Regions from separate parts of the Mus musculus genome. Here regions 2, 3, 4, 5 and 6 are each linked to region 1. A link is a contact called in public Hi-C and promoter capture Hi-C data. All regions are on one chromosome and are shown on one strand. Each heading gives the region's core, a stretch centred on a gene start, on an enhancer-like site or on the middle of the called end of the contact. The rest is flanking DNA. Distances are from core to core; before and after follow the strand shown.

Region 1 (4,548 bases), core at 637-3,136:
TCCTTCAACAAGGCCCCACCTCCTCCAACAAGGCCACACCTCCTAATCCTTCCCAAACACCTCCACCATACTGGGGACCAAGTACTCAGATATATGAACCTACAGGGGCCATTCTCATTCAGACAACACACAACAATGAATTTACTGATAGACTCAGATATTTATTGAAGTATACACAGTGCTGGAGGCTGGGAGGGTAAACAGGAGGTTAGTTCTGGGAAATCTTGATTTTTTTTTTTTTTTGGAAAAAGTTAAGAGGAAACAAGAAAGGCAACCTGGTTGATTCCCTAACAGAGCCTCTGCAACACAAACGCAGTACTTTGTTCTTCTTTGTCTCTTCTCTCTGACATTAGTGTTACTCTCCTGGGCTGGCTGTCTCCACACTTGTGTACTCTGTGTGTGTGTATGTGTGTGTGTGTGTGTGTGTGTGTCTTTTTTTAGAGGGAGAAGGAGGAAACATCTATAACAGATATTATACTGGCCCAGCCTGGTCAGAAGACAATTACTGTGGCACCTATCATGTCTTCAGATCACCATCCTGAGCAGTAACAATCTGAAAAACAGTAATTGTAGCCCAAACTATACAAACGGTGCAAGGAAGCCGGGTCTGTAGCAAAGCTTTGAGATGATGAAATGTTAGCACAGAATATGCTAGCAGGTGGTAGGCATGCGCACAGAAGGTCTTAAAGTTCTGTTTTTATTAAATATGAAACTGATACACAAAATTGGTGCCTACAAAACATATGTAAGCGATAAAGAAGCGAGACATAATTAGCATACATGGCTGTCCCCACCCAGTTTAAGGGAAGGGATGTCGGTGACTTCCCAGGTCTCCAGTACCATCTTTTTCTCTCCCCTCCAGACACAATCATGCTTTGTGATTGCTATTCACATTTTTTAAAAACAGAGATGTTAGCCAGGAAGTGGTGGCACAGGTCTTTAATTCCAGCACTTGGGAGGCAGAGGCAGGCAGATTTCTTAGTTTGAGGCCAGCCTGGTCTACAGAGTGAGTTCCAGGATAGCCAGGGCTATACAGAGAAACCCTGTCTCGGAAACCAAACAAAACCCAGAGATGTTTGTATCTCCTCATGTGGTGGTGGCTTCTCTGCCTTTGTATAAGTGGAAACAGGGCTGGTGACAAGGCTTAGTGGGTAAGAGGCTTGCTGCACAAGCCTGGACCTAAGTTCAACCCCAGGATCCCACCACAGAAGAGATTCGTTCCCAGTATCCATGTCCTGTTCCAGCGAGTCTTAACAGTACAGGCACCCACACTCAAGTGCACACCTACCTGCTGACACATGCATATAAATCAGACAAAAATCTTTGACAAAATAAAACTGGAAGCACGCCATGCCATACATATTTCTCTCAAAATGATGTTTCTGAGATTTTTAAATACCATCACCTTAATGTTTTCACTTTGAGCCAAACTTTACTTGCTCCAGTACGAGAGGAAACTCAATTTTGAGCCTGAGCTACCAGCTTTGCCTTTCCCTCTCTGTGGGACACGGTAATGGTACTACCACTCATCCGTGTGTGTCTGTGGATGTTTGGCCCATGTTAGCCTTTTGCTGGGTAAGCTATGTGGTTATGAATATCACGAGGCTTATTCCTGCCACACTTGTGCAAATGTTTCTTCAGGGAATACACCTGAATGAGGAACTGCTGGATCCAGGGCGTATCAGCTTTTAGAGATCATGCCAAATTGTTTTCCAAAGCGGTTAGAGTGATTTCCGTTCGCACTGGCATTGGGGAAGCTTGCCAGTTGTTCTAAATCCTATCGGCTATCTGCCATGGACTTTCATTTTTGCCGACCTGGAATGTATCAGATGGATCTCACTGAGGGTTCACTTGTGTTGTACACAGGACTGCAGAAGGTTTCAACACTGCACAGATGGATGCTATCACATGACCAGATGAGACTCTGGACTCTGCCTTGAACTTTAGCTCTCATCCATTAGCTAATCCAGGTTGTTGATCCCACAATGAAACATTACTCCTATGCAAATTCTCTGGGCAAAAGTTAAAACTTGGCATAATAATTTAGTATGATGCCTGGGACAGAAAGTGCTAGAAACTATAGATGATCAAGTTATGAATGAAGAAAATACTTTGTAGGCTGGGGTGTAGTTTGGTGAAAAATCACGTGTTCCATGTACAGGGACCTGGGTTCTAATCCTAGCATGGAAAAAGGGGGGAGAATTGTTTTCATGGACACTGTGCTCCATATTTTATTGAAAGCCATAAGGGAGTCAAGAGGAATTGCGAGTCATGTCCACCTAGTTCATAAAACTCTCTCTGCTGCCATAAAGGAATATGGAGAGGGTGTGGCTCACTGTGGGTTAGAACATTTAGTTCCTGATTCAGAACTCAGGAGGTGGAGATGCGACTAGGATTTAATTACAATTACCTTGGTACAAGTGAGATTTACAGCAAAGAGCTAATAAAGATGTCTTCCCTTGGGTGTCACTCTGGATTGTAAACCTGCTGATTGATTAACAAGCTAAACTTAGTTAAGAGGCCACAACCTGATCGGACTCTAGCCGAGAGACATGTGCCAAACAAGCCAAAGGTCCAAGAGAAAATTCAACGGCAAACGGGCAAGAAATCAGGTGATGCACCAGTGAGCTGGTGGGTCTGAGGCTGAGCCGCAGGGGTGGAACCTCTAAGCTCGAGGCTTGAGGATGGGATGAGCCTGGTCCTGAGCTGGATGTCCTGAGCTGGAGCTGAGCAGAGCAGTGGAAGCTGGCTGGGGGCATCTGCAGCGCTCAGCAAGTAGACTGGCTTCATTATGATAGCAATGACCTGTGAATAGTTAGTTAATGGCTGAGCGCTAAAACTCGAGGGTAGAGCTCAGCCTCATAAAACTTCTTTTTCTTTTCTTTTCTTGTTTGGTTGGTTTGGGTTTCTGAAAGAGGGTTCCTCTGTTTAGCCTTGGCTGTCCTAGAACTAGTTCTGTAGACCAGGCTGGCCTCGAATCACAGATATCTGTCTACCTTGGAGGTGCTGGGATTAAAGGCTTGTGCCACCATCACCCAGCTTCCTTTCTTTTTCTCAGACAAGGTCTTCCTACATTCCTCAGGCTGGCCTTAAACCCACAGTGACCCTGTCTCAGTCTCCTCAGTATTTGGGATCAGAGGTGTACACGATCCTTATAAATATACCTTTCAGAAAGCACTATATCATTGCTATTAGGAATTTAAAGAGTGCGGGAGACAACCCCACTGGAACTGCCTGTTCTTCCACAGAACCCAAGTCTCAGTTCACAGCACCTATAGGGCAGCTAGATCCAGGAGATCCGATGCCCTCTTCTGGCCCCATTGGCACTGCACGAGTGTGGTGCACAGACATACAGGCAGGCAAGACACCCACACACATAAAAAGAAAAGAATTTAAGCCTGTTTCTTTTTTTGGAATACATTCTATGTATTTTTGAAATCTGTGTTTTTGTAAATGAAAGATTTGTTCAAATTTGTTTCAAGAAACACAAGAGGCTTTACAGGTGAGATAAGTAACCAGCTATAGAGCAGCTGCCCGGGTCAGCAGGGCCCTTTACTTATAAAGACTCCGTTATACTCTTCTGAGATCAACTGATAGACCTAGTGGGGAAACCCCCACTCCATTCCCGATTCAGCGTGCGCCCAAAAAAATCACGAAGGACCATCTCGATGTAATTACATGAGGTCGTTTAATTACAGAGCTCCAGACCGACATGCATCCCACACAGGAGATAACGGATGTTGGCCACGAGGCTCGAAAGCTAGGGGGTTTTATGGGGTAAGGGGTGTGGAATTCAGCATAGCGACACACTATTGGCTTATTTAAACATCAGCAGAAAAATTACATGTACGTGCAGGGTGTCAGAGTTCTGTGAGTTGTTGACTCAGTTCAGATAGCCCTGCTATGTCTTCACATCCCCTTTATCTTATGGTCAAGATGTTCCCAGGAATGTTTTAACTACAGGGCATACCCAGGTTTGTTTTTCTCTTTTCTCAGCCCCAGGCAGCCTCTAGGCTTACAAACAACCAGCAATTTCTGAGTACTTTAAATGACTTACAGGTCTTGAAATTTCATCTTTCTTTCATTACCTTTGTTCAACCTATCTATCTATCTATCTATCTATCTATCTATCTATCTATCTATCTATCTATCTATCTTTTATAGTTTCCACAGACCTAGTCGCCTGACAAAACTAAGCCAATTTTGATTGGCCAGGTTGGCTGCCCTTGGGTATCCTCCTATGGCCCCATCACTGGAGGCCCCCAGATGCTTAGCCCAGTTAACCTGGTACAGCAGTTTCTTTTATAACAAACATCCAGAACTGGCAAGCACTGTGATGGACATCATTAAAAAGGGAATCTAAGAAAAAGGTGCAGATGGGGACCCAGAGTGTTTTAACGTGGTCTTACACTGCGCGTGAGCATACACACCAGCCACAGCGAGATGATAGTTATGGGTTGTCTTAAGTGTGAAGTGCAACAATAAGCAGCGATCGGCATGACTTTGAAGAGTATTGAAGAATACGGGGGAATGCTAATAGGTCGTCAT
Region 2 (4,548 bases), core at 1,397-3,896, 220 kb before region 1:
ATGGAATGGCCATAAAACGTGGGCCAGGGCAATGACGGAGAATGAAGGGCTCATTTAAGACATAAAAAGCCAACACATGCAAACACCTGGAGCTTAAGCAACCAAACAAATGGATGAAGGGACCTGGAAAGGGCTTTAACAAAGGGCATGCCAATAACCCGCAGATGCCAGGCTGCCCTCGGCCTAACCCAATAGAGAGCCCTGAAAGCCGGAAAAGTGGCGTGCCTATCTGTAACGGTGGGTGAGGTCTAACAGAAGGGGGAGGGGGGACACATGTTCAGGGGATTCTGGGGCAATTCCCAGAAACACCAGGCCCCAACCTGTGTGATGACTGTAAGAGCTGAAAAAAAATCAATGTCAGAGCAGTGTGGTGGCAGCCCTGGGACCTGTCACTAACTGCACGAAGCTGGCTGGTAACTGAAAGCAAGAGGCAACGTGGATTCCAGCTCAAGGCAGCTACAGAAGTGACATCCCCATCTAAGTGCTACTCATGGTATCTTTCCTGCCGGGTCCAGGTCCTCATGGCGATTGGTCTAGCCTTTGATCCCCATAGGACAAAGGTGTTTCTCTAACCCACCATTGGATTGCTTTTGTTTACAACAGGGTCACTAGGCTAGCCTCAAGCTCACAGTGTAGTTAGAGATGACCTTGAACTTCTTCTTTTTTTTTTTCCAACATTCAAAGCTTTTTTTATTAAGAGTAAGATCCAGGGTTAGTTTTTGTAGCCTCAGCTGGCCCTTCGGCCTCTGGCACGCTCAAACTTCCGGCCTTTGGAACGAACATAGGGTTTGGTATCCTCCTGTGACGCCATGCCTGGTTTTACAAGGTGCAGAGGATCACATAGGGCTCCTTGCATGCTAGACAAGGACCCTACCAACTGAACTACATCCCCAGCCCCCAACTTGTCTTTTGTACAACCTCATCTCCCTTTCTTCTGCTGCTAAGAAAGCCCTGGAACCACACACAGCATCGAGTCCTCCTCTGCCATCTTCCGCATCCTGGATTTTCACTGGCTCACTTCCTCTCCAGGTAGCCTTTCCACTCTTTGTGGCTCAACTCAAAAAACTTCAGTTCCGCCATGAAATCTTCCTTAAACACACTCCCGTCTCCTCTTGGAATTCTAGAGGCCACACCCTGAGTTTCTCATCTGTGTGTGCTTCACTTCCACATCCTACAGAGGTCCAGAGAACAATCTCCATAATTTAATTGTCCAAGTTCCCCTCAAGTCTACACCTTGCACAAAACATAACACGGATTCAGTAGGCGCTTGACTGTGTGAGCAAGCTCACTAGTCTCTAGGAACACACTTGCTTTGCTTCATCATTAATAACTTGTTAGGAGACACAGACATCAGATTAGCGAAATGGAGCAACCAACACCACTTTATATTTCAAAATGTCTGTTATTTTAGGAGACTATATGAAACTCCCATCTGGTCATAAGGTTTTACTCCAATTTTTAATCCTCCAATCTTTCTTCTTTTCCTTTCTTCAGTCTTTTGAGACTGGGTCTTGCTATGTGGCTCTTGTTGACACGGTTTTATTATTCTATGTAGCCCAGGCTGGCCTCTGAAGCAATCCTCCTGCTTCAGCTTCTGAGTGCTATTACAGGTGTGCACCTACTACCCCGGGATCCAATTCCTCTGAGTCTTTAATTGAAAGTTTAGGGACACAAGTGGAATTGTCATGATGTCTACTGTGCTACATGTCAGGAACCTAACTCTAACTCGTGGCTTTTCCTTCCTTCTCAGCCCATTATCTATAGTGCTAATAATTCAAAGGACCTCAGAGAAATGTGTTAAGCACTCTTTGCTTTCTGGGATAGCAGCCGGCTCCCTTCATCGGTCACTCCCTAGGTTAATTACAGTGACTCAGTTTTACCACCTCCCCGTACTCTAGAGAAACAGACAAAAATTAAATTTATTGAGGAATCATAAAAATGGGTGCTACTGTAAAAAGGAGTCTAAACACATCTGTGGGACATCCGCCTAACCAAATCTACCGTCCTCACTAAGCTTTTCTCTCGCAAACAAGACCACTGAGAAGACAATGAGGAAGCACTCCAGAAGAAAGGGTAGCGAGAAGACGTACTTTGATAAACTGACCCGGTCGCTCCGAGGAGGATCTGGCCCCGGGGAAGGCAGAGATGACAACCGCTACTCTTGGTGACTCCCGCTAGGCTTTCCCCGGACTTTCTTGCGCTTGTCCCACAGCGGGTCCCGGGTGACCGTGACCCTCCTTTGCGCTCAGACTCGCGCGCCTGGGACACTGCACACAGGTGACCTCGGCGCGCTCGGCCCGGCTCGCGCGGCCCTCTGGCAGGCCTGGCCCCCACCCGGGCCCGGGCTTTGGTCCCCAGCGCGGCTCGGGCCGGTCTGGCCGGGGGAGGGGCGCGGCGGCCGAGAGCTGCTTCGGGGACGCAGGGCAGGCCTTACCGCAGCAGAGAGGGAGGCCGGGGGCGGGTGGCGCCAGGGCGCACGCAGAGCGCGGAGGCAATTGCAGCGCGAATAGCGGGGACAGCCGAGGGGACCCCAGAGGGAGCCCAGGACGCGGCAAGCTGCACGGGCGCCGCCATGGTGGGGACGCAGCGGCGGGACCACCAATCCTGCGGTCCGCCTCGGCGGCCGCGCCGGGGGTCGGGCATCAGCAGCCAATGGGAGCACCGGAACCGGGCGGGGCGCCAGGCAGGCCAATGCGAGGCTTCGCCGCAGGGTTGGGCGGGCCCGGACCCCGGAGACCCAATGGAAGCCAGAGGCCGAATCCATCCCCTCCCCATCCCCGGGCTATAGCTGGGGCTTGGGAGGAGCGCTGCGTGGAGCTGCGGTGCGTGGGGCTGCCCGGCTGCGGTCAGGTTTCCTCTGCTTCCCAGAGGAAGTCTTCTGTCCCTACTTCACCACTCTGCTGTCAGCCCCTGACGCTGGTGGTAACCTCTAGAACGCCTTCTGAAGCCCTATCCAATCCCGTGAGGGTAAGAGGCCTGCTAAGTTCAGGCGTGACCTCGAAGAAAGGTCGCAGATAGGCCACAAAGCCACCCCACATACCCAGTTCAGGAGGTCGCGCCCTCATTCTGCAGCGGAGTGCATTATCCTAAGGCAGAATTTAATACAGAATTTTCCCAAAGAGGAGGTGGGGACATAACTTGGCACTCTCAGATGCCAATCTTATACAAGGTATACAAGACATAAGTTTCTGCTTTGGCAAAAAGCTGAAGTGCAGTCTTTGGCTGTGGTGGGTCATGAACCCAGACTAGACTACACTGGCCAGGAAGTGCCTAAGGCAGACCCAACTTTGAAGTTGAGCAAGTTTAAAGCCCCAGGCCATCCCCAGCACCAGAAAAAAAAAAAAAAACAAAAACAAAACCACAGGCCAGTTTTATGAGACTTGGGAAAGTCCCATAGCTTTTTATGAACTGGGAATTTTCTTATAATAGGCCAAAAATATTTTTGAATGGTTGACTTAACTAATCATGGTAGTGGTGGTACGTACTTAACTACTCTCTAAACTGAAGCAGGATTAAACATTCAACAACTTTGTGGGTCTCAGTATCTTTGGGTTTTGTTTTGGTTTATTTTGTTTTTGTTTTAGTGTCTGCATGAATGTATGTCCCAGTGCCTGTGTATCCCAGAAGGCCTCATAGCCCCTGGAACTAGAGTTACAGACAGTTGCAAGCCACCAAGTGGACAGTGACAACTGAACCTGGGTTCCCCAGAAAAGTATTCTTAAGGGCTAAACTATCTCTCCATCCCACAGTGGGCTCTTCTTAGGGACAAAAAAGTAGAGAGGGCTGTCGGGTATAGCTTGGCAGTAGTACGTTTGCCTCAAACATTCAAAGGCTTGAATTCAATCCTCAACTCCCATAGAGCTGGGATTACACCAGGCACGAGATTATCCGGTCCTTTAGCAAGGCTGAGGTAATGAGACTCATGGGGAGGAACTACGGGTGCCTGAGGAAGTTAAGTTTTCCTCTCTTCCACGAACGCTCAGCCCCAGCCATTTTCCCCTGAAAATCCCCGAGTGAAGAACAGAGGGGCAACCTTCTTTCCTTGGCTCCAAGGATTTAGCTGTGAAAAAACATCTGTGAAACTCTTCTCTCTTTCCCCAGAGCCAATACTAAGTAGCAGCTCCCAGGCTACAGGGGTACCGAGCACATCATCTAGCACCGGGGCACAAAGCTCAGGCCAGCTGGAATACGGAGGCTGTGCAGAAAGGAGCCTCGCACCAGCTCAGGATCACCTCTTCTTGTCAAAGACTGGGTCTTCCTCCAGGGAAGCAATCAGCAACGACAAGCACTGCAGAGGGCAGCTTCTGCAATCCATGGGGAGATCAAGGGTCTCTTGCTATTCAAGCACCTACAGCATACTCTCCTGGTTCCACAAGGATGGAATCCTGATGCAGGAAGTGATCTGTATATCAGGATGCTGATGACATCAAAAGGGGTTTAAGTGAAACCTCTCTTGAGAAGACCGTAGTCCAATCCTTCCCGTTAACTCCTCCAGGAAAGCAAAAGGAGGTACAGAGAGCCACAATGCCCTGGATGCTCAACGGGCCA
Region 3 (4,548 bases), core at 887-3,386, 190 kb after region 1:
GGCTGGCAATGCTGGAGGTGGTCTCATGACGCTGGCCAGAAGACAACTGTCCTGAGATGCTAAAGATGCTACTGTTATCACCGTGGCCATTTTGGGCGGAGAATGCCTCTGTACAGATCGGAGGGCAGTGTCCACTCACACCCACCTGGTACAGTAGCAACCCCAGCAGCAAGACTGAGCCCAAGGAAGCCAAGGTAATGCCCACAGACAGCATGGCAGCCAGTGGCCGTGCCGGGGCCGGGGCAGCAGCCAGCCCAGCCAGGGTCAGGCCAGTGACCAGCAGCACAAAGCCACTGAGCAACACTACAACAGCGTCGGCGCCTCCGCCGCTGCGCAGCAAGGCCACGTGCTGGGCCTGGCGTATGCAGTTCATATCCTGCACGGCAGAGCTCATCAGCTGCTTCACCAGAACCAGCAGGGCCAGCAGACAGAGCACAGTGCCCACGGCTAGTCGCCATTCGCCGGATCGGCTGCTGGTGGAGGACAGCAGCGCCACACCACCGGCCCCACAGCCAGCCACAAGGATCACGGCCACGGAGAAACAGAGCAAGGAGCGACGGGGCTGCTGGGACCACCATAGCTCCACCTGCTCTGCCAGCACATCTGGGGGCAGCCCCCTGCCCACTGAGGCTTGCTGGGACATGGCTTGGTCAGGCAGGGTCAGGACAGAGGATCACTGTCAGGGTTCAGAGGGTGTTTGTCGTGACCCTGTGTCCCCATCACCTGGTTGCCAGCGAGAAGCCCAGTCTCCTCTTCTTAGTCCAGGCTATGGTTACCCTCACCTGCAGGACAGGATCACAAGTTATTTCCCACCCATCTGGCCCTATAGCCTCATCTGGGAGTCTCAGGGAAGGGCCCCAAGAATCTTCCCCGGGGTCCTCAGGACCTATTCCCAAGAGCTACAACCCTAGCACTGCACCTTGCCAAAGCACCTCCCCTGACCCCAACAGAGTTCCCTCCACCACAGAGCTCCCCTTCCCCTTCAGAGAATCCCCTTGCCCAGCTCCTGACCTCTCACACAGGCTGTCTCGGTGGCCTGTTCCATCCAGGCTGTCGGAGGAAGCTGGTGGTGCCACAGTGGATGACAGGACAAACTGTCAGAGATAATGCCTCATTCAGGATCAGACTCACATGGCCTCAGCTGTCACTGCTGGGTCCTGGGTGGGGGAAGCTATGGGAAAGGGAGGCTGGTGACTTAACCCTTCTGGAACCAGCAGGCTGAGCCTGACCCTTCTCTCATAGGGCTGTACCCTTCCTTCTCTGTGGGTCAGGATCTGACCCCTAACACCGTTCTTCCTCTAGTTCCACCCTATCTCCGTCAGGCAAAAGAAGACGCATGCTCCAAGTCTCTCCTTCCAGTGCTGGTCGTCTCTGATGCAACAGGGCCCAACCCAAATTCCTCATCTTACCCTGAACCTGTTCCTCCTGTGTTCCTTTCTCAAGATGCTGTTACCACCCACCCTCCCTCTCGGCCCACTCCGGGGGCTCCTCAGCGCCTTCTGCTTTTGCCAATCCATGGCCCCAGGGGCTGTCTCTTGCCTCTAAACATATCTCTATCCAGTCCTGTTCTCGGCGCTCATCCAGAACCTGCCTGCTCCCCACGGGTCCATCCCCTGCTAAACGGCTCCACGTGTTCTCTAAGGCAGCAAAAGGAGGACTCAGGATTTGAACCGCAGCCTAGTCCTTCCCATCGTGGGAATGTGGGGAGGGATCTAACAGTGTTACTCATTTAACCTGTTCCCTACAAGACAGGCGGCATGACTCACATCAGGTAAAAATAAAGCTAGCACTGCCGGCAAGGAACCCAACTTCCGGCAGCAGGAGAGACCGATCCTGTAGGTGTCAGCTGCGAGTCCAGGAGGGACGGGAGTGGGGCAGGGAAGCCCCAGCTCACCTCTTAGAGGCTTTTTCTGAAAAGTGAGGACAGAGAAGTTAATTCTGAGGAGTGGGAGAAGTCATCTAACATACTCCTTTTAGACTTCCCACGGGGCAAAGGAGCTCAAAACATACTTTTTTGAGCCAGAGAGACTCGGGGTGAATCAGAACCCACATGGACCACACTGCCGAGACCACGTTTTTACTCCAACGAGACAGAGTAGGGGACCGCTCTGCCCTTTGCAGAGAGGTTGCCTGGCACGCAAGGTGGGTGGGGTAAATGCCCACGCCCCAAGGGTGGTTGGGGGAGGGACCGTGGGCGGAGTCTGTCCCAGCATTCCTCAGGACTGTGGCTTGCTCATCTGAAGGTGCTGACACCGTCTATTGGGGAACGACCCCAGCGTGGGTGGAGGTTCCCGGTAGTAGAACCCGTGAAAAAGGTGGGGGTGGGGCGTATGGGGCACTCACGGGACGCCTGGCTGTGCTGAATCCGATTTGAGCAGGCAGGACCCAGCAGGTTGGGCGCTCTAGGTCTGTTTCCGGGGAGACGCTTCACCTGCCTAACCTGCACCCAGGTGAGCTGGAAGGAGGGGGGGATTAACAGGTGCTGTTTCCAGGGCAGGGCCTGAGCCAATTGGCTGACGTGGCCCTGCGACTTCAGTGGGGCTGAGACATTCCTGGGAAGGGAGGGGCTTCTGTCCGCTGCTGGTAGGTCTGAAACACAATATGCAGATTGGGTCAGCAGGAGGAAAGAATGCTGGCCCTCTGCCCCAGTCTGAGCCCTAGCCCACCCCACAACTCCAACTTAATTTTACCTTCAGCCCCTCCCCGAAGATCTACAGCCAGGCCTGCAATCTTTGCACCCTGAGAGGCTGAGGCAGGAGGAGAGCCAGTAGGAGGTTCCAACTGGCCTGAAACCTCCTCATTCCAGCTGATTCTGGACTTTAGTTCTGAATCCCACTGTATCCTCAGCCCCAGCGTCCAGCATCAGCGATACCCCAAACCTAGCTCCAGCTCTGTCTTAGGCTTTCCCCCAATAAGCCCTTTGTTTATTTTCCTTGAGGCCTCAAGTGAGTGGCAGGATTAGCCTGCCCCATGAGTGGGTAGAGGCCTTTCAGGTAGACAGCTGGAGCTGGACAGTTGGATAAGTTTCACAACTCTTGACAAGGCAAAAGAAGCCCTTGCCCTTCAGCTGGACTGTCCCCCACCTACCTCCGGCCTCTCTCTGGCCGAGTCTGGCCAACTTGAATCATTGAGCTGAAATGCCTTGGCTGATCTGGCTGATCCGACTGCACTCACGACCCGTGTTTCTTCCATATTCATTCGCAACAGATCTTTAGTTAGTTAGCTTTCACCCCTGACCCAGAGGTGTATCCCCAGCCACTGCAGGGATAAGTACTAGTTTACTAACCACCATGACCTCAGCAGCCAGCGGTAGCCTGTACGCGTAGGGTAATCGATAAATGTTTGTTGAGTGGCTGGCTAAATAAAAGTGTGAACTGACTGACGGTGTGACTATTTTGACCTTTGAGCTTTTGGGATGAAACCAGAAGGACAAGTTGGGCCCAGGCTGTGTGGTCCTGGAGGGCCTCAGGGATGCATTTGGACAATGCTGGGTGTCCACAGGGGTGTTCAAGGTGGAACCGGGATATGGTTCAGGGCTCTGCTTCTAATCAGCAAGTCTGGGTCCTAGACACCATGCCCCAAGTGGGCAGAGGGTGACTGGTTGGAGAATGTACAGTTTGTCCCACATCTTCTGTCCTACCCCTTCTGTAAACTATATGTTAGTATGTTCTTCTCTCTGCATTTGATGTGTATTTAAAAAACTAAACAAACCACTACCAGCAGCAGCAGCAGCAGCAGCACCACCAAAAATCCCAAACAACAGAATGAAATCCAAGTCAATCTTCCCCAGATCAGGGCACAGGGTAACTGTGCCTGGCCTGGCTTCCTCTTTGCTTTGTTCGCTGCAGAAGACAGGGAGCCTCCTAAGTCCAGAGCAGCGTGGTCTGTATGTCTAAGTGTCAGCTTAGTTATGTATTTGTTTTACATTTCTCTCACATATTACATCCAAATTCAACTCCAGTTTCCTCTCCTCTCCTCCTCTCAGAGACTCTCCCTCTCGCTCCCTCAGATCCACTCCTCTCTCATTCTCTCCAAAAAAGCAAGAAGGAGGAGGAGAGCCGGGCGGTGGTGGCGCACACCTTTAATCACAGCACTCCGGAGGCAGAGGCAGGCGGATTTCTGAGTTTGAGGCCAGCCTGGTCTACAGAGTGAGTTTCAGGACAGCCAGGGCTACACAGAGAAACCCTGTCTCGAACCCCCCACCCCCCCCAAAAAAGGAGGAGGAGAAAGAAAAGAAAGGAAAAGAAAAGAGCAGGCCTCCCTCCCAGGGATTTCAATCGAACATGGCATGAAGTTACAAGAAGACTAGCCACAAGTCCTCATATCCAGGCTGGATGAGGTAACCCACTAGGAGGAAAAGGGTCCCAAGAGCGGGCAAAAGAGTCAGGGATGTCGCATTCCCCCTGTGCGGAGTCCCACAAGAGCACTGAGCTATGCAACTATAATGTATGTACAGAGGACCTAGGTCAGACCCAGACAGGCTTCCTGACTGTCACTTCAGTTTCTGGGAGCCCCTCTTATTTATGTAACTTAAGCCTTTCTAATAGC
Region 4 (4,548 bases), core at 1,205-3,704, 170 kb after region 1:
GACAGTAAGAACCACACAGTATTGTAACCCCAAACGCTACCGATTTCCATGCTTGAAAGTGGCTAACAGGGTGGGTGTTAGGTCTTGAGAATAGGGTTATGTTACAGAAATATCTCCATTTTAAAACAAGCACAGTGCCTGGGACATGGTAGGCGTTGATTAGATTAGCTGTTGGTGAATGAATTCTTAGCTCTCAAAATAAAATAAAACCCAGTTTTCCTGGTGTCTCGCTGTCCCACCTGAAATAACATTCATTTCCTTCTCATCTGTTCCGCCTCCCAGGCTCCGCCTCCCAGGCTTTCTAGGTTGTCTCCCCATTTTCATAGGATCCCCACATTTCCTCGGTCTGCACCTCAATCCCCGCCACATCTCCATCTTCCACCACACCAGTACAGGCTCTTCACCTGTCAATTATTAATGTACTTTATTTACTTATATCTATTATTATTTTATTAATTGTCAACTCATTAACTTATTTCAGAAATATTCATTGTTACCATTACAGATGTTAGAGATATGATATGATAACAAGATAGATACAGACATCATATCATGGCTCCCAACTCATAGCTCACCTGAGGTTCCAAAACAGCAACAACAACAACATCCCACAGAACTGGACTGTGGGAGCAAAGGCCAACGCACAAGAGAGGAGAGGGGAGTGCGTCCCAGACTAGGGAGTGGCAGGGAAGTTCTGTTTTAAAAGCACCCAAGTTGGGACCCTAGAGGTGAGGAACCCAGGAGGAATGAATACCCATACTCTTCTGGGTGGAAATGCTAGAGTTAGAAATGGCGCAGGCGTTGGAAGTGTCGGCGTTGGAAAGTTGGGGTCACAGTGTGCAGAGCCCGGGAAAAGGGAGCATTGCAGGGTCTGGGCAAAGAAAGGAGGTGAGCTGGGGCACAGAGTAGAGTGGAAAGGGGCCCAGTGACGTGGGAAGGGTGGGAGTTACTGTGTCAAGGGGCTCTTACCAGTGAAGTGGGACTTCATCCTTAGAGACTCCAGGCCTTGTACACCAACTCCCAGCCTGCAGACCATGCCACCATGCCCCTGCTGAAGCAAAGCAAAACAAAACAAAACAAGAACTCTCAAGACAGACTGTGACGGCACGTGCCTTTAACTCCAACACTTAGGAAACAGAAAGAGGAAGACATCTTCCCAGGACAGCTTGGACCACACAGATACTCTTTCAAAATAAAATTAAACTTACACTTAGCCACACCCCCTACCAGCGTCCCAGTCTAGGCTAGGTAGCAGTTGTGGGAAGGAAAAATGCAGGAGTGACCTAAAAAGCCACAGGACTTAATAATGGATATTAAGACAGGCATTCAGTTTAAGGCTATAGGCAAGAGGAAAGGGCTACTGCTCCCAACTGGGAAGGGCTTTGGGATAGGCCAATTGTCTGCATGGAGAAGCAACCATGGCTTCTGGATAAGCCAGGGCTGCAGGCAATGCCTACCACTCAATGTCTTAACACATTCTCAGGAAGATAAAACAGATTTTCATAGGCCTGCACCCTGTAAGTTATTAACCCTTCCGGTTCCTGCTCACTTTCCTTCTCGCCGCAGCCCTTTGTCAGTAAACAGAGGACATCACAGAACTTTTCTTTGGCAACCGCTCTGGGCAGCCCCCTCTCCAGCTGTGACCTCCTGGTCCTGTGGTGTCCAGCCTCGGGTACTGTGCTGGGTAATGAGAGCCCAGAGTGCCTCTGACACTGTCTTCTACCCTGGGAAGACAGACCATCCAGGTAGCTAGGAGGCAGGTTGGGTGGGAATGAGGCCAAGTTCCTGACAAACACTGAACCAAGAGTGTCCCGGACTCTGCTGGCCAGGGTAGAGGTGACCCTGAGCTGTATCTTGAAGGAAATGAGACATCCGTCCTCAGGATAGAGGCAAAGAGAAAGAAGAGAGAGGGCCAAGGGTCTGGCAAGTCAAGTCAAGGGGACCAGGAGACCTGAAGAAAGGTTTGAACCCCTTGAGTAGATACTTCAGTGTACACACACACACAGGTGCACGCGCACCGTGTGCTAGCACTTTTCAGGGAAGTCTGGAGCAAGCTTGGTTTCCTCAGGCTCTGCCTGGGAAGACTGTTCATTGCTCTCTCCCCTCATGGTACCATCTGGCTTGTTGCCTTTGCAGGTCTGTAAAACTCCCGGCTTCAACTTTGAACTTTGTACCGGCACTGGAAATCCACTTGTTTATCAGGGCTGGTAGGGGTGCCTGCTGAGATCTGTCCTTTTGGAGACAGGCTGGACCCCTTCTGCATTCCAGTTGCACTAATCCGCAGCTGTGGGGGAGGGAACAAGCCTACTGCCCCCTCAATGTGTTAGAGTGAGTCCTCCCTGCTGAGGACGCTGCAAATCCTGGCTGGTGCCCCGCCTTCCCTTCACCTGCACTTCCGCCCCGCCCACCTAGCCAGTGTTCCAGGTGAGTCAAGCGCCTGCTCTGGCCCTCCCACCTGTCCAGGTTCAGCAGTCTCAGCCGGAAGCCACCTCCACGGACTGTGCAAAGTGTCTGAAGGTGGGAGCGGAAAGGGGACGTTGGGGTCGTGGGAGAGGGTGCTCAGGCCTCTTTTGATCCATAAGGGCTCCTGCGTGCAGCAGAGAAACTAGATCCAGTTGAGTGTGTGTATCTGCAGATCTGAGGGGTGTGCATTACTGTGTTGTGGGTTGTGAAATGACAGTTGGAGGGGGATGGGCAGACAGGTGTGGGTTGTGAGTACAGAGGCATTTGGGATGTGACTTTGCCTATGTCTTTGGGAAGAATTCACAGAGCAGGGCAGGGGAGAAAGGGAACGGGTATAAAACCTTTGAAAAGTCTAAATGAACTCATGGTAGTATAACAAACTCTTGTCTTTTGAATACTGACTGCCTCGAGAGAGGGCCCAGAAGGCAACCAGAGGTTTCCTGGGAATGAATGAGTCAACTAGGCACGATCCGTTTCTGAGGCTTCCCTTTCCCCATACAATCTCTCCCCACACCCCTGAATTCACTTTACAAGCCTGGTGCACTAAGCCCAGAAACCCAGCTTCCCAGCCCCCAACCATAGGCCTACCCAGCCTACACAGCCTACCCAGCCCTCTGCCTCAGGGAAGTGTGTGGCTGGTAATGGCCAGTTCTGACTGGATGCTGAGGAGTCAGAGGTCACCTGTGGACCCTGGAGCAACCTCACCAGCCGGAAGGTCTGATTTGAATGAAAACTCTGATTTGAATGAGAGCCCAGAAGTGAACATGCTTGGTCTCGGGGTCTCGTGCTGGGTTTTGAGTCCCCCACACCTAAGAAGAGGACATGTTGGCATGTCGGGGAGCTGTAGTCATAGGCTCTGGTTGGCTTCCCGAGTGGATAGGAGGTGGCTAGATGCCTGTTAGGAGATCGAAGCTGGTGGCTAGAGGGACAAAGAGTAGGTAGCTTGGACACCGCTGTGGCAGAGGGCAGGGAGGAGGGCTGAGTCACTGGAGAAGGAGGTGGTGCATCTTGAGTCAGGTCATCCTTTGGGTACCACATTGAGGAGTGTGGCCAAAGCTGAGTCCTTCAGTTCCTTGCCCGGCCACTCTGCCCAGGGATGTCTCTGACTCTTACCACCCTCCAGCAGACACTGCACAGACCCAACTGTCCCCTTCCTCCTTCCCTAGCTGTGCCTCAGGATCCCATGCATCTCTCCATACACTCTTGACCTTCTTCCGAGGCTTCCAAGCCTAATCGTGTATATGTGATCTTCTCCAGCTCACATGCCCTTCCCGTAGGGTCTCCCAGCCCTGAGTGCTATGACTCTCATCAGGGCCCTTTCATACTCAGTTGGTCCTCTGAGATGGTTCCACTGGAAGGCCTGAGGGATGTAGTAGGAGAGGCTCCTGATGCAGGAACAGAGAGGCAGGGCTGCTTGGGCTATCTGGGGACAATCTTATGTTCTTTCGTTCTTCTGTTCTGTTCTTGCGGTCTGCTCCAGAGCTGGGTAGCTCCACACAATTGCTATTGAACTGCCGCTGCTCTGACTACTATCAGGTTGCCCGGGAGCGTGGCAGACTACACTCTGGTGTCAGAGCCCCGAGTTAAAGTTCTGGGGCCTCAGCTGAATCGGTTTCCCTTTTGGGGCTGTTATGTGCATAACAGTGAGGCAGGAATAGTAGTTATACTTATGTAATGGATGTTGTGAGCACACTGCTAGTGCCTAATCCTTAAGATATGGTAATTAAAAACATTAGACACCCCATTGTTAGCCTGTTCTAGAGCTGAACCCAAAGCTGAATAGGCTTTGGGTCTATTCCGTGGACCAGTGGTGTGGACAGTGGCCCTGTCTTAGCATTTATAGTACTCTAACATGGCTGTGAGTCTAGTGTGGAAGGTGCGATCTCTATATAACCCCTATATTTCTATTTTTCAGGGCTTGTGCCCCCGGGGCTACCTGGAGCCTGTGGTGTCTCTGGAGCCAGGACTTTTCTGGCAGAGGCCAAGGCTCACCTACATCAGGTCTATCCATGATTGGAGGAAACACAAGTGAGTGGTACAGAGGTGTGGATGGTTGAGCACAGTTTGGGTCCCCTAAGCTGCTGA
Region 5 (4,548 bases), core at 1,253-3,752, 140 kb after region 1:
CATCTCATCAGCTCACATCTACTCTTAGAGGCTGAGCACACCTGGCTGTAGCCCTGCCCCTTGGTCTAGCTTCCAAAGCCCCAATGCTGTACTTCCTAGACCTGTCTCAGCATTTTGATGCCATGTCCTCACTGCTAGTTCCCAGACCGAACATGCCCCGTAGAGCACCCACAGGCTGGTGCTTTCATGGAGCAGGAGAAGCTACAGGGTAGCCTGGACTCACTGGTTAAATTTGTATCTGCCTCACCCCCCAATAATAAATAAGATTGAGATCTGGCATCAGCTTGACTCGGAGGTTCCAAGCCCTCCCTCTGGGGCTGGGACTCTGTTCCTTAGTCAGTTCCAGTGAAGGTTATGTTCTCTGGATCCAGGAGGTGCAAAACTACCTTCTTGGGGAAGCTGGGTCCCTATGAGGTATTTATCGGGGTTACCCCTCTTCTATTGGCTTGATTCATAGACTAGCAGGAAGTAGAACTGAGGAAGACAACCGTAGCCTTTGCTAGCTCTGAGTCAGAGGGTTTTCTGGATAGACTGTGAGAGTGGAGAAAGTGAAGCCTTAATTCCGGTCCATCTTGGTACCTTTGATCTGGGAAGAGCTGGTCACTGGAGTTCGCAGGGGCCATTTGCCTGGCAGGATGGAGGCTCAGGATGATGTCATTGTAGTGAAGTATGAAGAACACTTTTCTTTTGACAACTTTGATTTTTATGGTATGTGTATGGCTGTTTTGCCGGCATACATGTCTGTGTATCATGTGTATCCAGTGCCTACGGAGGCCAGGAGAGGATGTCAGATGCCCCTGAGACTAGAGTAACAGACAGTTGAGAGCCTTTGTGTGGGTACTGGGGAACAAACCCAGATTCTCTAAAATGCCCAGATTCTCAGAGCTCTTAGCCGCTGAGCCATCTCTTCAGCCCCGAGAACACGCTGTTTTTAAAAATGGCAGATATAATACAGGTGTCTTTTCTGAGTGGGGAAGTCTGAGAAGCTGTGATGTTAGCACATGCAAAGCTTCTGGACTCTTGGACTCCCCATTTGGAACTGGGAAGGAAAACACAGTCATAATTGTCTGTCAATCAACAAAAGACAACTGTTGCAGAATGTGTACACAAGAATTTGCATTACTGGGGGCTGGAGAGAAGGCTTAGCGGTTAAGAGCCCCGACTGCTCTTCCAGAGGTCCTGAGTTCAAATCCCAGCAACCACATGGTGGTTCACAACCATCTGTAATGGGATCCGATGCCCTCATCTGGTGAGTCTGAAGACAACTACAGTGTAATCATATACATAAAAGTAAATAAAATCTTTAAAAAAAAGAATTTGCATTATAAAACAGTGCCCTGTAAGTGTAAACATATTCTTACATATGTTGAAAATAACCTAAATACCATCAGTTTACAAACAGCAAGTGCCAAATGAAGTATCACCCCCGAAAACAAATGTTGAGTGGGTTGTAACTACATCTGCTGTTACAATAGGAAGAGTGAAAACATAATGCATAGTTTACATTTTTGGCCTCTGGAAAATTAACCCCCCCCCCCCAAATGAGAGTATGAACAGGTGCTCGTCAGGTTAACTCCACAACCCCTGCAGACAAAACTAATGAGAGAGAGAAGTTAAACACTGTTTCCAAAAAATAAGGCATGGCCAACCCCACATCAGGTGGAGCGCTCACTGCTAAGAAAGCTGCTCTTCCCCAAACTGGAAATTCCAGCTGTGGGCACATAGACACTTTGGGGGTCTTTGTGTCACTGTGGAGAGGTGTGGACTTTCTGGGTTATGAGGAGCAGGGCCAGCCAGGCTTCCTGGCCTGACACAGACAGAGGTGGGGTTCTTGGCACACTCCAGTTCAGGGATTAGGTTTTCCTTGAAAATGAATTTGTTTCCACAATTTCAGGAAGAGATGCTCCCCCGCCTCCTCCAGGATCCAACCCAGTTTAGCAGCCTGAAATAGAAGTGGACTTTTTCCAGGTAGAGACTAACGATCTGACTGTTCTTGGAGGTTCTAGCTCAAGAGTTCAGGAAAGGTCATGGGAGCAGAGTGGGCGGGGGGCGGGGGCGGGGTTGTGGGAGTGGCCGAAGCCTGGGCTTTGATGCATTTGGTTTGGAGAGACTTTTTTTTTCCTCTAGGACTGGGTAATGAGGAAGCAAGAAACACCCTCTTAAGGTTGAAAATAGAAACAGAACAGTTTAACACTGGTTCTCAGTTCACACTGACCAATCTGTGGCCCTACTGTGCACCCTGAATAGGATGTTTCTGCCACAGATGGTTTCTTGTGTGAATTCTTTTATTATCTATTTGTGTGTGTGTGTGTGTGTGTGTGTGTGTGTGTGATGTACATGTGTATGTGGTATATGTGCATGTTTGCACATGTGTTATACATGCTTGTGTGTGTGGTGTGTGTGCATGCGCACATACACACGTATGCCGTGTGCTGGTATACACTTGAGCCAGAGGCCAGAGGATGAGAGATTCCCTGCTCTGTCACTTTCCACCTTAACTCCAGAGAGTCTCTCACTGATCCCAGAGCTAGGCCGGTGGCCAGCACACCCAGTCACGCTCTGTCTCCTCTGCTTCCCGAGGTACTTGGGTTCCTAGCGCATGTATAGGCACTCTGGGCTCTTGTGGGTGCCCTGGATATGATCACAGGCTTCTCATGCTATGCAGCAAGTTTCGGCCACTGAGCCAGCTCTCTCTAGCCCTCTCGTGTGGTTTTTGTTCTTTTAAAAATTTTCAAGTGTCAGAGTGTTTTGTTTGTTTATATATCATTTGCATGCCTGGTTTCCATGGACGCCAGAAGAGGGCCTCAGATCCCTTGGAGTGGTAGTGCCAGACAGATGCCATGTGGGCGCTGGGAAATGAATCTGGGTCCTCTGGAAAAGCACCTGGTGCTTTTTTTTTTTAAATATATTTTAATTAATTAATTAATTAATTAATTAATTTAATATATGTGAGTACACTGTTGCTGTCTTCAGACATACCAGAAGAGGGCATCGGATCCCATTACAGATGATTGTGAGCCACCATGTGGTTACTGGGAACTCAACTGAGGACCTCTGGAAGAGCAGTCTTAACTACTGAGCCATCTCTCCAGTCCCAGCTGGTGCTCTTAATTGCTGAATCATCTCTCTGGTCTCTCCTGAGTCATTTTATTCTAGGTTATGATAGAACTGTCTCTCTAGCTCTGTGGTTTGTTTGTTTGTTTGTTTGCTTGTTTGTTTTTAAGTAGAGCAAACATAGTTATTAAGACAAAGCCAGGAAGAACTCCTGAGAGTGGGAGGGGCTCCAGGAGAGGAATGACTACTTATTTGACCCTCACCCCTGCACTAACCCGGGCTTTGGAGAAAGTGTCTTTCTACGTAACCCTGGCTGTCCTAGAACTCACTGTGTAGACCAGGCCAGCCTGAATCATAGAGATCCACCTGCCTCTGCCTTCCAAGTGCTGGAGATAAAGACATGGATCACCAAGTCCAGCCTCATTCAAACTCTTAAATATCTGGTCTTGTCTGCATAGTTCTGTTGGTCATGCATTTGAATGATGAATTGAATTGATAAGTACAGCAGAGCCAAATCTCAACCCATCTTTGTAGCTTCCCAACCTGGGGCAGGACTGTGGATGGCATTTTGAGTGGCACTTGTCTAGCAGGGTATTGGTCAGAGGGTTGTAAGGTAAATGACTGAAGTTGTAGTTGGCTAAATTTGCTTTTGGAGTCTCCATTGTATTAGGAGCATGGCTGTGACATAGTAAGGCAAGTGGAAAGAAAGATCTCGGAGATGGTCCCTATCTTTACATAGGTGCATGTGGCACAGAGAGAAGAGACTCTGCATGGGCAATTCCAACAGGTCCTCCTGATGTGTACCAGTATCCATAGCAACACGGGAGACCCATCGACTCTCTGGAGTTGTTTCCTACAGACTCATTTCAAGCTTTAGGCGGTGACGGGAAGGACAGAGATTCCTGGAAATGCTACGGCTGTAGTTTTGGCTTTCTTCGTGAGATGTGACCATTCTGTGCCCTACTGTATTCTGGGGCACTTGGGAGGCTCCAGATTGTGGGAGGTCTGCTGTAAGGGTGTTTATTTGGTGCTAAGTCTAATTTTCTTTATGTTAGACCATCCTCCACCTTTGATCTGGTCACTTCTATATTCCTTTCTCAGTAAGTGGGGACTAGAGAAATGGAGGGCCAGAAGACCCCACTGGGGCTGGGGATGAGCTCATGCTGGAGGGAGGCAAGAAGGGATGGCTGGCAACGGCTTGTTGAGTTTGTATGTCAGGTGGAAAGGAGAGAGCATCTCTCAGGTTTACTTGGCCTTCATTTTATTACTTGTGTAGATGTCAACAATAGTGCCTAGATGGGTTTCCTCAGACCCAGGACAGTGGGCCAATGGAATGAGGCAATCACTGACACTACTAACTGCCACAACCTATCAGCTTCTATGAACGTCATTCAATGTTGAAAGGAATCACACTTCGGGGAGATCTTATTTGGGGTGGGAGAGATGCCTGATGGGTAGGAATGCTTCTTCACTGCTCCTGCAGAGGACCTGGGT
Region 6 (4,548 bases), core at 780-3,279, 140 kb before region 1:
AACTCACACCTCTGTTTGAGTCTGGTTTCTGGTATGTAAGACAAGACTGTGACAGTACCACTCCACGGGGGACCGAGTAAGAGGATGCTGTCCCGTACCTGGTAAGTGCAGGCCTGTTCTTGTTGGAGATTAGATATTATAGCCATTGCTACTAAATCAGTGTCTGCTTCTGCAGGCATCACCTAGCAGAGCCTTCTGAAGCATGTCCTAGGGTGACCACCAGAGGGCTATGGTGAGCCTGTGGGCTGAGCCCAACACCTATGACGGCCAGTTCCCCAACTGAACTTTGCTATTGATCTCCCTGGCCTACATCCCAATATCCTCGACCTCAGGTGGGACCCAGGACAAAACAAAACCAGACTTGGAGAGACTGAGGACACACGGTGGGAGTGGTGGGTGTCTCACCTCATACTCCTGGGAGAACTTGAGCCCATCGTTGGCTTTGAGGCGCTCAATATTGTCTGCCAGGTCAGTGATGGGGATGGGCGGGTGGTCTCGCATACCTGGGGGAGGTGGGGCAGACACATGGGTGGCATTAGTGTGAGTTCTGGTCAGGGTGGTAGAGACAGCCCAAGGCATGTGTGAACATGTGTGATCATGAAGTACTCAGCACTGGTGGCATGGAAACAACAGCACATGCGGCGGCGGCAACAGGAATGGAGAACACACAGTGGCTGGGCATCAGGGGAGGCCAGAGATGGAGGTGTGTGTACTGTGAGCACACAGAAGCATGTCCAGATGACCTGGTGCTGCACGGGACAACAGGGCTCTCTGCCTGCCAGGCCTGCCTAAGAGGAGCAAGGGGCTTCTTCCCACTAAGACGGGGCTTCGAGCTCAGGAACAGGGTGGAAGCTGGGCTCTTACCACACCTGTCTGAGACAGACACCCCCTTACCCCGACCCCTCATTGACGCCAGTCACCTCAGAGATTTGGTGACCCTGTCACCCCGGGCACCAAGTGTGTGGGTGGAATGGTCATGGAGCGCAAAGACAATGGCAGAGTGGCATAGAAGTAGGGAGAGAGAGAAGCAGAGATGGGGAGGAAGATACAAAGACAGGCAAGGGATCAGGACGGAGGCACACAGAGGGGTTGGATGGAGACCAGAGGAGGCAGGGACAAGGAGAGAGGGTGGGAGAGCAGATACAGGAGGAAGCCAGTGAGCACAGGAGGGGACAGAGAGAAGGGAGACGCCGGAAGGGGAGGGAAGGGATAAAGGCAAGGGGAAAAGGGCAAGGAGAAAGTGGGGAGACGTGAGGAAGTAGAAGAGTGGAGACACACTGAAGCCAAAGTGTCCCCAAACCAATGTGGGAACTTTGAAAACTAACTTGAGATATTCGGGCAACTGGGGGCACTGGAACCTGCAGAGAAAACAAACCAAAAGAAAACAATGGGACAGGAGCAGAGCTCAGGAACCCTCTTTCTGGTCACCTGGTTCTGCGGTTCGACACTGAAGGGACTGTAGGTGAAGGGCAAGAGGAAGGGGCACAGACAGAAAGAGTGGGTCAGCTCACGTGCCTTCCAGTAACAGACAGTCCCCCTCCCCCAAAGAGAGAGCTTCCAAGCAACATAGGTCTGAGTGGCCTCTTGAGACCCTATAATAAAGTCACTCCAGCCCAGCCCTCACCCCCTCAAAATCTGACCTTGGCCATTTTCAGATGGTCTCCATACCGGAAATGAAAAATCTTTTAAAATCTCAAGTTCCTCCCTTCTCAGGGATGTCATGTGCCCATGACATCCTTCACACACTGATATGGAAAAGCGTTCTGCATTCCCTTTTGCTGCTTTTCAACCCATGGAAATACTTCTGCCTGAAGGCTTGGGTCCTATACCTCAACACAGCTATGGGCCCTACCCTCTCAGTGCCACACTACGCCAGCACCTGAGACAGGGAACCTTTCTGCCCACACCTCTGCCTGCATGCTCCCCTATAACACCACCATCCTGCGGCCTGTTCCCTTCTCCCTTCCTGCTCGTCCCGGGAGAGTCTGCCCATTCTGAGCTTTGACCACTACCTGATCCTTGGTACCATTCACACTGGTGGCTCCCGGCCTGAGGTCAGCACAAAGTCCAGACACAAAGGCCTACTGCCACTTGGATATCCTCTATGGCAGCAGACACAGAACTGGCTTTGCATCCTTGTGTGAGCTCAGCTCACCTGCCTTACCACCTTCAGCTTCCCAGACTCTGTTCTTCTCCTGCCTCCCTTTCCTACCACTTAACTGCCTGATGTCTTCCCCAGGGCCCGCCCGCTCTCCACAGAAGCAGCCAGCTCTGCTGCTCCTCTGATGAAGACCTTCAATGACTCCCTTGGTCAGTCAGGATGAAGTCTAAGCTGCTCAGCCTGCCGGTCACGGTCACTTCTTGGCTCCAATGCTGCAGAAATACCCTTCAGGGGTTTAACTTGATGTATACACACTGTGCTTCCACTTAGAACCACCTCCAACCCAACTTTCTGTCTGGTGCCCACAAAGTGAGGCACCCTCTGAGAGCAGCCTCCTCTAACCACAGATTCACGCACTGGTTACAACAGCCCGCTGGGTCCACACGGAACACTTTCTCAAGACACGTGTCTTTGGAACTCAGTCGCCATGCTATAAGGAAGTCCAGGCTACACAAAGAGGCTAGCTCGTCTGCCAACTACCTCCCACCGGAACAAACCACCCTAGGGTTGGCAAAGTTCACTACCAAAGGCCAGAAAACCAGTGCTAAAGGCTTGCAGACACCCAGGGTTCTCTTCCACCTTCTAGTTGTCAACTGACCTTTGTAGTGCAAATGTCCCCAGAAATGAATGGGTGTGGTGGTGTGCTGGGCAAATTTTATTTATAAAGCAGACAGTGAGCTGTATTTGGCTCCAGGCCATAATTTGCCAGCCCCACTTTATAAGATTCTAGTTCCCAGCTTTCAAATCTTCCGGCTGAAGGCCTACCCTGGCTGGGTATCCTACCGTGCCCTGTCCCAATTCCTGACTCATAACAACTGTGAGAGAGAAGACATAATTACTGTTGTTTTAAGCCTTGAAGGTTAGGGGTAATTTGATGCGCAGTGATAACCACCTCACACAAACATAAGCCCTCAGTGTGCACACATGACTTCATTCACTCATTCCTTTGTTGTGTGCTCAAGCATCCAGCGAGAATCTACCACACGATAAACACAAGGACGGGTTGAGCCAGCCAGGTCCTGGAGCTACAGCTAGAGACTGTCGCTCTCTGAGAGACACCTCTGGGGTGTAGGGAAGGAGTGATATTCCAGGTGGAAGGAACAGTTCGAAGTCACATGAGAGCAGCTCAGGGGAAGGGACAGGTATTGAGCCTGGAGCAGGAACCCTACACCCTTGCACAGTGAACCTGAAATAGCCTTCATCAAGGGCCAGGTATGAGCCCCTCACCTACCATTCTGTCTGCTACAGCTTCTCACTTCTAACACAGCCTGGTGTGTGTGTGTGTGTGTGTGTGTGTGTGTGTGTGTGTGTGTGTGTGTGTGTGTGTGTGTGTGTGTTTGTTGTTAAGGGCCAGAGGGCAGATATTGAGACTGACCACTTGTGCCAGAGCTGAGGGCTTCAAGAGGTCTCTTACAGTCCATCTATTCAGAGACTGGAGACACACAGGGACCTCTGTTGTCTCTAGAAGTCTCCTAGCCTGTCCACCTGTTCAATATGGATGCCCCCATCCATCATGAAGTCCCATCATGTCAATTCAAACGGAACAAAAAAGGAAGAGAAGCAGCCAGAAGTGAGCGTGCACTAAGGTCTTTTGACAACCTGTGGGACTGAGCTGGAGGCCAAGAGGCCGAGGGATCAACCCTACCTGGGGTCTGGTAGTTAAGCCTTCGCATCTCCACAGGGTCAGAAGAGTGGGCCAACAGGGAGTCCTTCAGCCCGATTGACTGCTCATCCTTTGATGATGGGGAGTGTGTTCTCTTCCTAAAGAAACAAGAAGAGGCTAGTGAAAACTGGGAACAGAGGCAGCTCCCACGGCCCCAGATGTCTTCCCACCACCCCACCTTATCCTGGGATCTCTGGGTGTGAGCCAGGGGGAGAGCAGCGTCAACATGAGAGAACACAGGGTAGGGACAGGGCAGGGAGACGGCAGGTGTGGAGTGGGCCCAGGAGCAGTGCAGCGAGGGAGGGAGGCCAGAGAGGCTGGTGGTTCCTCTGGACAGGAGGCAGGTCACCGCTGGGCAGTGGCTGCTGTCCTTAACTCGACCCCAGCTGATGCAGCAGAAACCACCACGAGAAAACATGCACTGGTACACAGAACACACAAACGCCATCACGAGGGCCTGGGTCCCAGCTGCCTGGCTCTCAGGGCCAATGTCCAGAGTAGCAGGGGAGGGGCAGGAACAGCAGGGCCCTAGCCAGACAGAGTCCTCTCTCACTGGTGTCACCTTGCCCATCTAAAAAGGACAGGGTCAGACAGACTACTGGGGACCACGTGCAGCCCCTGCACAGGAGTGTCCGGGGAGAACTTGGAAATATGCCCGCACGTGTCTGCATCACGACACCTTTCCTTGCTGCTCTGCCGAGTGCAGAGGTGGCCTCTCGTAGGA

The links. Promoter capture Hi-C pulls out the DNA fragments that hold promoters and counts their contacts. A called contact is a pair of places that touch in the nucleus more often than the background predicts.
Region 2: a promoter capture Hi-C map of liver shows a contact between it and region 1. The contact joins the promoter of St3gal3 here to the enhancer-like site in region 1. A contact is called at or near these places in 5 of 39 promoter capture datasets (embryonic stem cells, liver and neutrophils), 4 of 484 Hi-C or Micro-C datasets (embryonic stem cells, liver and trophoblast stem cells), 3 of 115 datasets of contacts at active chromatin or transcription factors (embryonic stem cells, memory CD8 T cells and pancreatic cancer cells) and 2 of 9 other capture datasets (adipose tissue and liver).
Region 3: a Hi-C map of liver shows a contact between it and region 1, with 4 times the contacts expected there. The contact joins the promoter of Tmem125 here to the enhancer-like site in region 1. A contact is called at or near these places in 1 of 39 promoter capture datasets (liver), 1 of 484 Hi-C or Micro-C datasets (liver), 6 of 115 datasets of contacts at active chromatin or transcription factors (embryonic stem cells, extraembryonic endoderm stem cells, hepatocytes and 3 more) and 3 of 9 other capture datasets (adipose tissue, liver and pancreatic islet).
Region 4: a contact with region 1 is called in a promoter capture Hi-C map of liver. The contact joins the promoter of 2610528J11Rik here to the enhancer-like site in region 1. A contact is called at or near these places in 7 of 39 promoter capture datasets (HPC-7-derived erythroid cells, embryonic stem cells, epiblast stem cells and 3 more), 1 of 484 Hi-C or Micro-C datasets (nephron progenitors), 1 of 115 datasets of contacts at active chromatin or transcription factors (embryonic stem cells) and 3 of 9 other capture datasets (adipose tissue, liver and pancreatic islet).
Region 5: a Hi-C map of liver shows a contact between it and region 1, with 2.8 times the contacts expected there. The contact joins two enhancer-like sites. A contact is called at or near these places in 4 of 39 promoter capture datasets (hippocampal neurons, liver and pre-B cells) and 2 of 484 Hi-C or Micro-C datasets (liver and nephron progenitors).
Region 6: a Hi-C map of liver shows a contact between it and region 1, with 3 times the contacts expected there. The contact joins two enhancer-like sites. A contact is called at or near these places in 3 of 39 promoter capture datasets (hippocampal neurons and liver), 1 of 15 datasets of contacts at CTCF or cohesin (CD8 T cells), 19 of 484 Hi-C or Micro-C datasets (the G1E-ER4 cell line, LSK cells, Sertoli cells and 11 more), 3 of 115 datasets of contacts at active chromatin or transcription factors (embryonic stem cells and pancreatic cancer cells) and 2 of 9 other capture datasets (adipose tissue and pancreatic islet).

What each region holds. Positions count from the first base shown.
Region 1 is chr4:118,355,070-118,359,617 of GRCm38.p6, forward strand. No RefSeq gene overlaps it. Among named protein-coding and RNA genes, the nearest start is that of Szt2, 52 kb to the right of the region's middle. Within about 2 kb of position 1,887, at least 11 of the 459 cell types and tissues checked have an H3K27ac peak or open chromatin away from gene starts, as enhancers often do. A contact at or near this core is called in hepatocytes, kidney and liver, where this site is marked.
Region 2 is chr4:118,132,300-118,136,847 of GRCm38.p6, forward strand. St3gal3 (ST3 beta-galactoside alpha-2,3-sialyltransferase 3) reads right to left here and starts at 2,647. Exons shown (of 12, transcript NM_009176.5): 1 at 2,091-2,647.
Region 3 is chr4:118,541,590-118,546,137 of GRCm38.p6, forward strand. It overlaps Tmem125 (transmembrane protein 125), which reads right to left and starts at 2,137. Exons shown (of 4, transcript NM_172383.3): 1 at 2,011-2,137; 2 at 1,767-1,910; 3 at 1,012-1,171; 4 at 1-782. The coding sequence starts at 643.
Region 4 is chr4:118,524,821-118,529,368 of GRCm38.p6, forward strand. It overlaps 2610528J11Rik (RIKEN cDNA 2610528J11 gene), which reads left to right and starts at 2,455. Exons shown (of 3, transcript NM_025572.2): 1 at 2,455-2,517; 2 at 4,379-4,491. The coding sequence starts at 4,473.
Region 5 is chr4:118,498,454-118,503,001 of GRCm38.p6, forward strand. No RefSeq gene overlaps it. Among named protein-coding and RNA genes, the nearest start is that of Tie1, 11 kb to the left of the region's middle. Within about 2 kb of position 2,503, at least 15 of the 459 cell types and tissues checked have an H3K27ac peak or open chromatin away from gene starts, as enhancers often do. A contact at or near this core is called in liver, where this site is marked.
Region 6 is chr4:118,216,687-118,221,234 of GRCm38.p6, forward strand. It overlaps Ptprf (protein tyrosine phosphatase, receptor type, F), which reads right to left. Exons shown (of 33, transcript NM_011213.2): 21 at 3,807-3,922; 22 at 406-503. Among named protein-coding and RNA genes, the nearest start is that of Mir7226, 8.4 kb to the left of the region's middle. Within about 2 kb of position 2,030, at least 22 of the 459 cell types and tissues checked have an H3K27ac peak or open chromatin away from gene starts, as enhancers often do. A contact at or near this core is called in liver, where this site is marked.